Regions from separate parts of the Danio rerio genome. Here region 1 is linked to region 2. The links are chromatin contacts, called in public Hi-C maps. All regions are on one chromosome and are shown on one strand. Each heading gives the region's core, a stretch centred on a gene start, on an enhancer-like site or on the middle of the called end of the contact. The rest is flanking DNA. Distances are from core to core; before and after follow the strand shown. Region 1 holds the start of arl4ab (ADP-ribosylation factor-like 4ab). Region 2 has its middle 28 kb from the start of meox2b.

Region 1 (3,258 bases), core at 521-3,020, 240 kb before region 2:
AAGAGAAACCAAAACTAGGGCCTGAGAGCCAAAGTTAGCCCATGATATCCTTTGATTTGGCCCACCATCTGAGGGAGAGTGATGGGATGGTTTCCAGACAATTCAAATTTAATCTAACCCTTTGTTTGCTTTATTGTTATTGTTAAAAGCCAACTGAAATTAAATGTTTCAATTAAATGATGTAAAATAATCAGATTTTTTTTTTCTAAATGTACATATCACCTGACAATGCTGAGAATTTGGTGAGTAAAACAATTCAAAAGCAGATTCTGCTTAACCTGTGTGTTCAGCATTGAACTCCACTGTGGTATAAATGTGAACATTTTTGGCACCCTGCAATAGAATGTGGATGGAGATCAATATACATTGTGCTTTTTAAAAGAATCCAGTCTAAAACAGTTTAGATCAGGGGTGCCTAAACTTTTTTCGAATGAAGGGCCAAAAACCAAATATCACTCAGAGCTGTGGGCCGAAGGTATTTATACCAAATTTGATTCATAATATTTCAAAATAAATAGAAAAAGTTACTTTAAATTGTATTATCTAATGCAGTATAACCTTTTAAATATTAAAAATTATTGCTTATTGCAATAAAAACAAACTATCCCGTTTATACCACAGTGGAGTTCAATGCTGAATACACAGGTCAAGCAGAATCTGCGTTTGACCTGTTTTACTCACCAAATTCTCTGGACTGATGGGAGGTAGTATGTACATTTAGACAATATCTGATTAATTTACATAATTTAGTTGAAATTTTATTTTAGTTGGCTTTTAAAAATAACAATAAAGCAAACAAACAAATGGTTACATTAATTTGAAATGTCAATGTGGAAACCATCCCCATCACTCTCTCTCAGATGGGATGGTGGGCCAAATCAAAGTTTACCAAGGTCCAACTTTGGCCCCCTGGCCCTAGTTTGGGCTTCTCTGGTTTAGATTAACAGAAAACAACTATACAGATATGTCTGATTTTGTCTGATAACAGAAGAGCTTTTTTGTGTCTTGCTCAAATTTTTTTTACATTTTACAATGGTGCACTTTTAGAACATATTTAGGTAAATACATTCATCTTTTAAAATATATAAATGCTTTAAAATGCATCCAAACTCATACAAAAACTGTACCATGCGGGTCACACTTTATTTGGATGGTCCGTTGATTTTAAGGTAAACTATATCTACTTGCACAGTTTCTTCTTGAAGGAGCAGTATCAACAGCTATTAAGCAGATAGTCTAATACTCAACTGGACCATCAAAATAAATTGTTACCCTTGTTTATTTATTTGTTATATTTATTTTGTTATAATCTATAAGAGAATAAAGAACTGTTTTGATTGGGATATTTTAAATAGATTGCAGAGCATCAAACAAAACGAACTGAATCAGTTCCCTCAATGATTCAGACAACTCGAGAATCGTTTGAACAGTGCCTCACTCAGTAAACACTGACGAAATACAGCATGAGGTGCTTTTTTTGCAGATAACACACTGAACCAAAAGCTCCACAAGCTCTCTTTTTGTTTTCCAGCTCTAAAAAGCCGCTGAGGCTCACCTTTAAGCGCGTCTCCGAAACTTTAAACGCCTTGAGCGACATGAACAGGTGGTGAGGAGGCGTGTCCAAGCAGACGACAGGCTTGACTTTTGACCATCCAAACTGCAGGGAAAATAACGCGAGCGCAATGGGTTGAACCAATCGGCGCATTCTTCCACACAGTGGGCGGAGCCATCCCTGCTAGAATGGAGTGGAAGCAGCTCGCCGGAGAGTCAGTGAAACAGGCGCTGTCAGAAGGAGTGGATATACACTTGTCGGCTCAGCTGATTTGAATGACAACAATATTTTGAAAATAGTCGGATACATTTTCATCTGCTGAGCTAACGCTTGGAGGAAGGATCGCACGAAATAAGGTGGGTGCCGATTAAGACTTTTTTCTAGTATATGCGTGTGCTGGCAACGCTTAAATTATAGATATATATCATTAGTCTGAGTGATAATGTAATTTAGAGTAACTTAATATTTGGGAAACGAATAGCCAGCATTCTGGGGACCAGTAAACATTCTTGGAGCTCAAAATGATAACGTCTGCCATGTTGAATTACTTGTTGGATGAAAATGATGAATAATATTCATGTCTTCATGTATGGAGATGTGCCACTCCTAAAGCGCGTTTACAGTTGGCCATAGAGATCTGCGACAGACTCGTGTTTTCCACATTTACATAGGCCAGCACGTGCGCTTTTATCTGTTTGCAACTGGCAACTACTGTTGAACAATAAAATAGCATGAATAGACAGACACGAGTCTTGGATTTTTACCGATGCGTAATTTTGGCGCCCCTGTGGCGCTACATGTGCAAATAGGCTTCCTGCTGTTTCATCCTTCATTCACCATCACTGGCACTGAATGACACCCAGCCTGGATGAATCTGTGTCCCTTTTAGAATGACAAAAAGACAAGCATGCTTATTTAGGATGAAGTAAAGGAGAGCTGTAAAACTGTGTGTCATGGTGCTCCACTGCTGGCCTCATTGCATCATCTCCTTTTTCATTTGGTTTCAGGTTATCAGAGCAGCAGCTTCTCAGGGGAACGAGAGAAGCCTTGTGAATATTTGGTGAAGCGATAGCAGCGGCGACACCTGGTCTCCCGAGTCCCCACGTTCGCTTTCATCCTCATCAGAGTGGAGAAACAAGATGGGGAATGGATTATCAGAGCCCCATGCCATCTTTCCGTGCCTGCCGTCCTTCCAGGCCCTGCACATTGTTATTCTCGGATTGGACTGTGCCGGTAAGACCACAGTGTTGTACAGACTACGCTTCAACGAGTTTGTGAACACCGTTCCCACTAAGGGCTTCAACACAGAGAAGATCAAAGTAAATCTTGGTCCTAAAAGCCGGACTGCCACCTTTCACTTTTGGGATGTAGGGGGTCAGGAGAAGCTCCGACCACTCTGGCGCTCATACACACGGTGTGCCGATGGCCTTGTGTTTGTGGTGGACTCGGTAGATGCAGAACGCATGGAGGAAGCCAAGACGGAGCTACATAAGATCACACGGCTTCAGGAGAACCTGGGGGTGCCTGTGCTGGTGGTGGCTAACAAGCAGGACCTGCGTAGCGCTTTGCCCCTCTCTGAAGTTGAACAGATGTTGGCGCTGAATGAGCTCGGTTCCCATACACCCTGGCACCTCCAACCGGCTTGTGCCATCATCGGAGAAGGTCTCCAAGAAGGCCTTGAACGCCTCCACACCATGATCATCAAG
Region 2 (3,458 bases), core at 914-3,413:
AATATTTTCATGTTAACCTTATAAAATTAAGGTGCAGTACACCCAAATATGGAAAACCAGGGGAAAGCTTTATGCACTGAACAGTCTGAAGAAACTGGTTATTTTATTTTTCTTCTCAAAATACTTTGTCAAAAAATAAAATAAACATAATAATAATAATATAAAGTGTGTGTAGAGTTTTTCATGGTCATTTGCAGTACTGTATTTAGATGCACAGTAACTGATTTTTTCCCAAAATTCATTGTAAAATCTGCAGTAGCATACTGTTAATCATGTTCACAGTATGGAAATGTTGAGAATACATTATCATGCTGTGAAAACAGCAATATATACAGTAACACACTGTGCACAGCTTATACAGTAAACAACTGTTGAGAAATGCAGTATAATACCGTGAAAACAACAGAAATCGTTTACAGTGTAGACAGCTTTAAGGAAGATTTTATTTATATGCAGTGTTACTTTACAGTTGAACATTCAATTTCCATACGCTCTTTTAGGAATAAAAGTACAAGAGCTGTCACTGGGTTGGTTTTCAAATGGTAAACTTTTGTAATTTTCGATGTCCACCTTTAGATAGAAATATAAAAATCACCAAATCATCCAAAAAACTATTTTATTCAAGTCAAATTTTATAATATTTAAGTCCTCTGGTGAAATTATTTCCATATACAATTATTAGCCTCCCCGTGTATATCTTTTCCCCAATTTCTGTTTAATGTAAAGAAGATCTTTTTTCAACACATTTCTAAACATAATAGTTTTAATAACTCATTTCTAATAATCAATCTCTTTTTATCTTTGCAATGATGATAGTAAATTGTATTTAGCTAGATATTTTTAAGATGCTAGTATTCTGCTTAAAGTGACATTTACAGGCTTAATTAGATTAACGAGGCAAGTTAGGATAATTAGGCAAATCATTGTATAACGATAGTTTGTTCTGTAGACTATCAAAAAAATAATAATACTAAACTTAAAATCGTTTAAAAATTAAATACTGTTTTTATTCTAGCCAAATTAAAACATAAGTATTATAGAAATAATTTCCTTCTGCTCTGTTAAACATCATATGGGAAATATTTGAAAATAATAATAATAATAATAAATTTGACTTCAACTGTAAACACTCTCAGAAAAAAAGGTTCACAGTGGTACAAAAAGTGTTCCTTTAAGAACAGTTTTGTACCTTTGTAAAAATTGTACCTTATTATATTAAATTATTAAAAGGCCTCTTATGATACTGTTCTGTACCTTTTTCGGTACAACTGAAATGGAGGTACACAATTGTTCTCATATAAAAGGTACATCAACAACTCCTTCTTTGTTACAATACCATGAAAATAAATATGACTGGATTAAGTGATTTTACGAATAATTTTCATATTAAAACATGGGAGCTGGCAAAAGTCCCACATATGCAGAAATTTTAGTATTGTAAAGCTAATCAGACATTGTGCATAACTCGTTACAAGACTTTTGCATAATTCTATTTTTTTTTTAATTAAGCAATTTGAATGAATATTTGAGTGATTATAAAGATATTGTGAGAAAATGGGAGAACATTTTTTATTATTTGTTTTTATTTTTAATTGTAAATTAAAGAAACTTTAAATTTGCTGAAAATAAATTGACACATTTTGGATGTAGCAAAATGCCTTTGAATAGTTCTTGAAGAAACACATTTGACACTGTAAAAGTACAAAGTGTCCTGTCACAGTGGTACCTTTATGGATCAGATTTGTACCTTTGATAAAAGGTACAATATTGTATCTGCAGGTTTTAAAAACCAAAGGTACATTTTGGTTTCCCATAGTACAAATCATGTCCTTAAAAGGTACAAACTGCAAAGTTACAAATTTATTTCTTCGTCTTAAAGTGCAATTCTGTTCCAAAAAAAGGTACTGCCCCAGTGACAAGGGTTTGTACATTCTTTGGTGCAACATTGTACCATTTTTTTCTGAGAGTGTATACACAAATATCACAAAAAAATATATATATTTCATGTGAAAACAATTTTTTAAATACTGACATGTTTCAGAAAACCTGATTCAGTGGTGCTGAATCCTGTGACAAGATCAGAATAGATTCACACATAAAGACACTGATACACTCCTCCTTTTTCCGCCCACAAGTCCTTAAATTTCTCCTCAGCTTTCTCTCTTGGCTCGTCTCTCTCACTCTCTCACTGTCTATTTCTCACTTTTCATGCTGTGGTAAATCTGGGAGACCTTAGGCCTACTAGAAGCTTACTTATGTCCCTCAACGGGCCTCTTTACCCAGTCTGTAATTAGACCTGGCCATACACACACACACACACAAACACACACACACAAACACACACACACACACACACACACACACACACACACACACACACACACACACACACACACACACACACACACACACACACACACACACACATAGAGAAGCCAAATTCATATATCCAAATGTACCTCAAACCAGGATATGACATCAGCGTCGGTTAGAAAAAAAATGGGCCCAACCAAACAGAGCAGTAGGTTGGCATTTCACTGAACTAATTTTGAGCCTATAGATTTATTGCACACTTCCCATCCCAGACATCTGTGGTAAAGCACACAGCCTTGACCAGATGCCCATTGGCACCACAAGGTCAACCTGCCATTAGTCAACACTGCGGACCGGCAGTTAGAGCGATACTGTGGATCATAATCTAGTAACTTGGCCAAGGTCAGGTTTGCGGGTATAATTGGCAGTATAATTCACCATGAGATGGGTTAGAAAGGTGGATGTGGGACAGATGAAATTATATAATACAAAATAAAAGGTGTTTTACAGCAGATCTGTCTCAATTTTAAGGTGCAGTCACAGTAAAATATCAAAGAATTCTTCATTTCACTACTTACTTGCTTTATATGGATTATATGGTTGATGTTGTAAATTTGCTGCTTATTTTTCTAAATGAACTATATTTGCTAATGAACCATTGGAGTTGGTCTGTTGTGACTCATAACTCTTCAGAATATTAATGGGGACGTTTAAAACAAAAATTAACCATTAAAAAATTCTTATCTACAGAAATTGCTTATATGCAAAGTTGAAAGTGAACAAAAATGTATAGAAATATTTGATAGAAAATCTAAATAAAGATACAAATGTTAAACGGATAAGAACAAATGCATTCATGAATAATAAATCACATAATAATCGGACCCTGTGTCCATTACAATGAACATCGCATGACAGCTCATGTTTTCTATGGTTCCTGAGCATTTCATCTAATTTAAAGCCTGCAGTCCATAAGAGTGGACGATTGTCATCCAATCAAATGGCAGTCAGGCTCGGCATGTTGTATTTTGGAAAAAAACAACAACAACTGAACACTGAAAACCAACATGGCATCCCTTCATTCCAGACACAAACGCAAGCCACGTTTACAATGTTTTGATTCCGGTTTATTGGTATGTCAAATA

The links. Hi-C and Micro-C count contacts between places; a contact is called where the count stands out from the background.
Region 1: a contact with region 2 is called in a Hi-C map of an unstated tissue, with 5 times the contacts expected there. The contact joins the promoter of arl4ab here to the enhancer-like site in region 2. A contact is called at or near these places in 2 of 18 Hi-C or Micro-C datasets (caudal fin and an unstated tissue).

What each region holds. Positions count from the first base shown.
Region 1 is chr19:33,799,591-33,802,848 of GRCz12tu, reverse strand. arl4ab (ADP-ribosylation factor-like 4ab) reads left to right here and starts at 1,770. Exons shown (of 2, transcript NM_200318.2): 1 at 1,770-1,908; 2 at 2,560-3,258. The coding sequence starts at 2,692.
Region 2 is chr19:33,563,341-33,566,798 of GRCz12tu, reverse strand. It overlaps a transcript of meox2b not described here. Among named protein-coding and RNA genes, the nearest start is that of meox2b, 28 kb to the left of the region's middle. Within about 2 kb of position 2,163, at least 6 of the 62 cell types and tissues checked have an H3K27ac peak or open chromatin away from gene starts, as enhancers often do.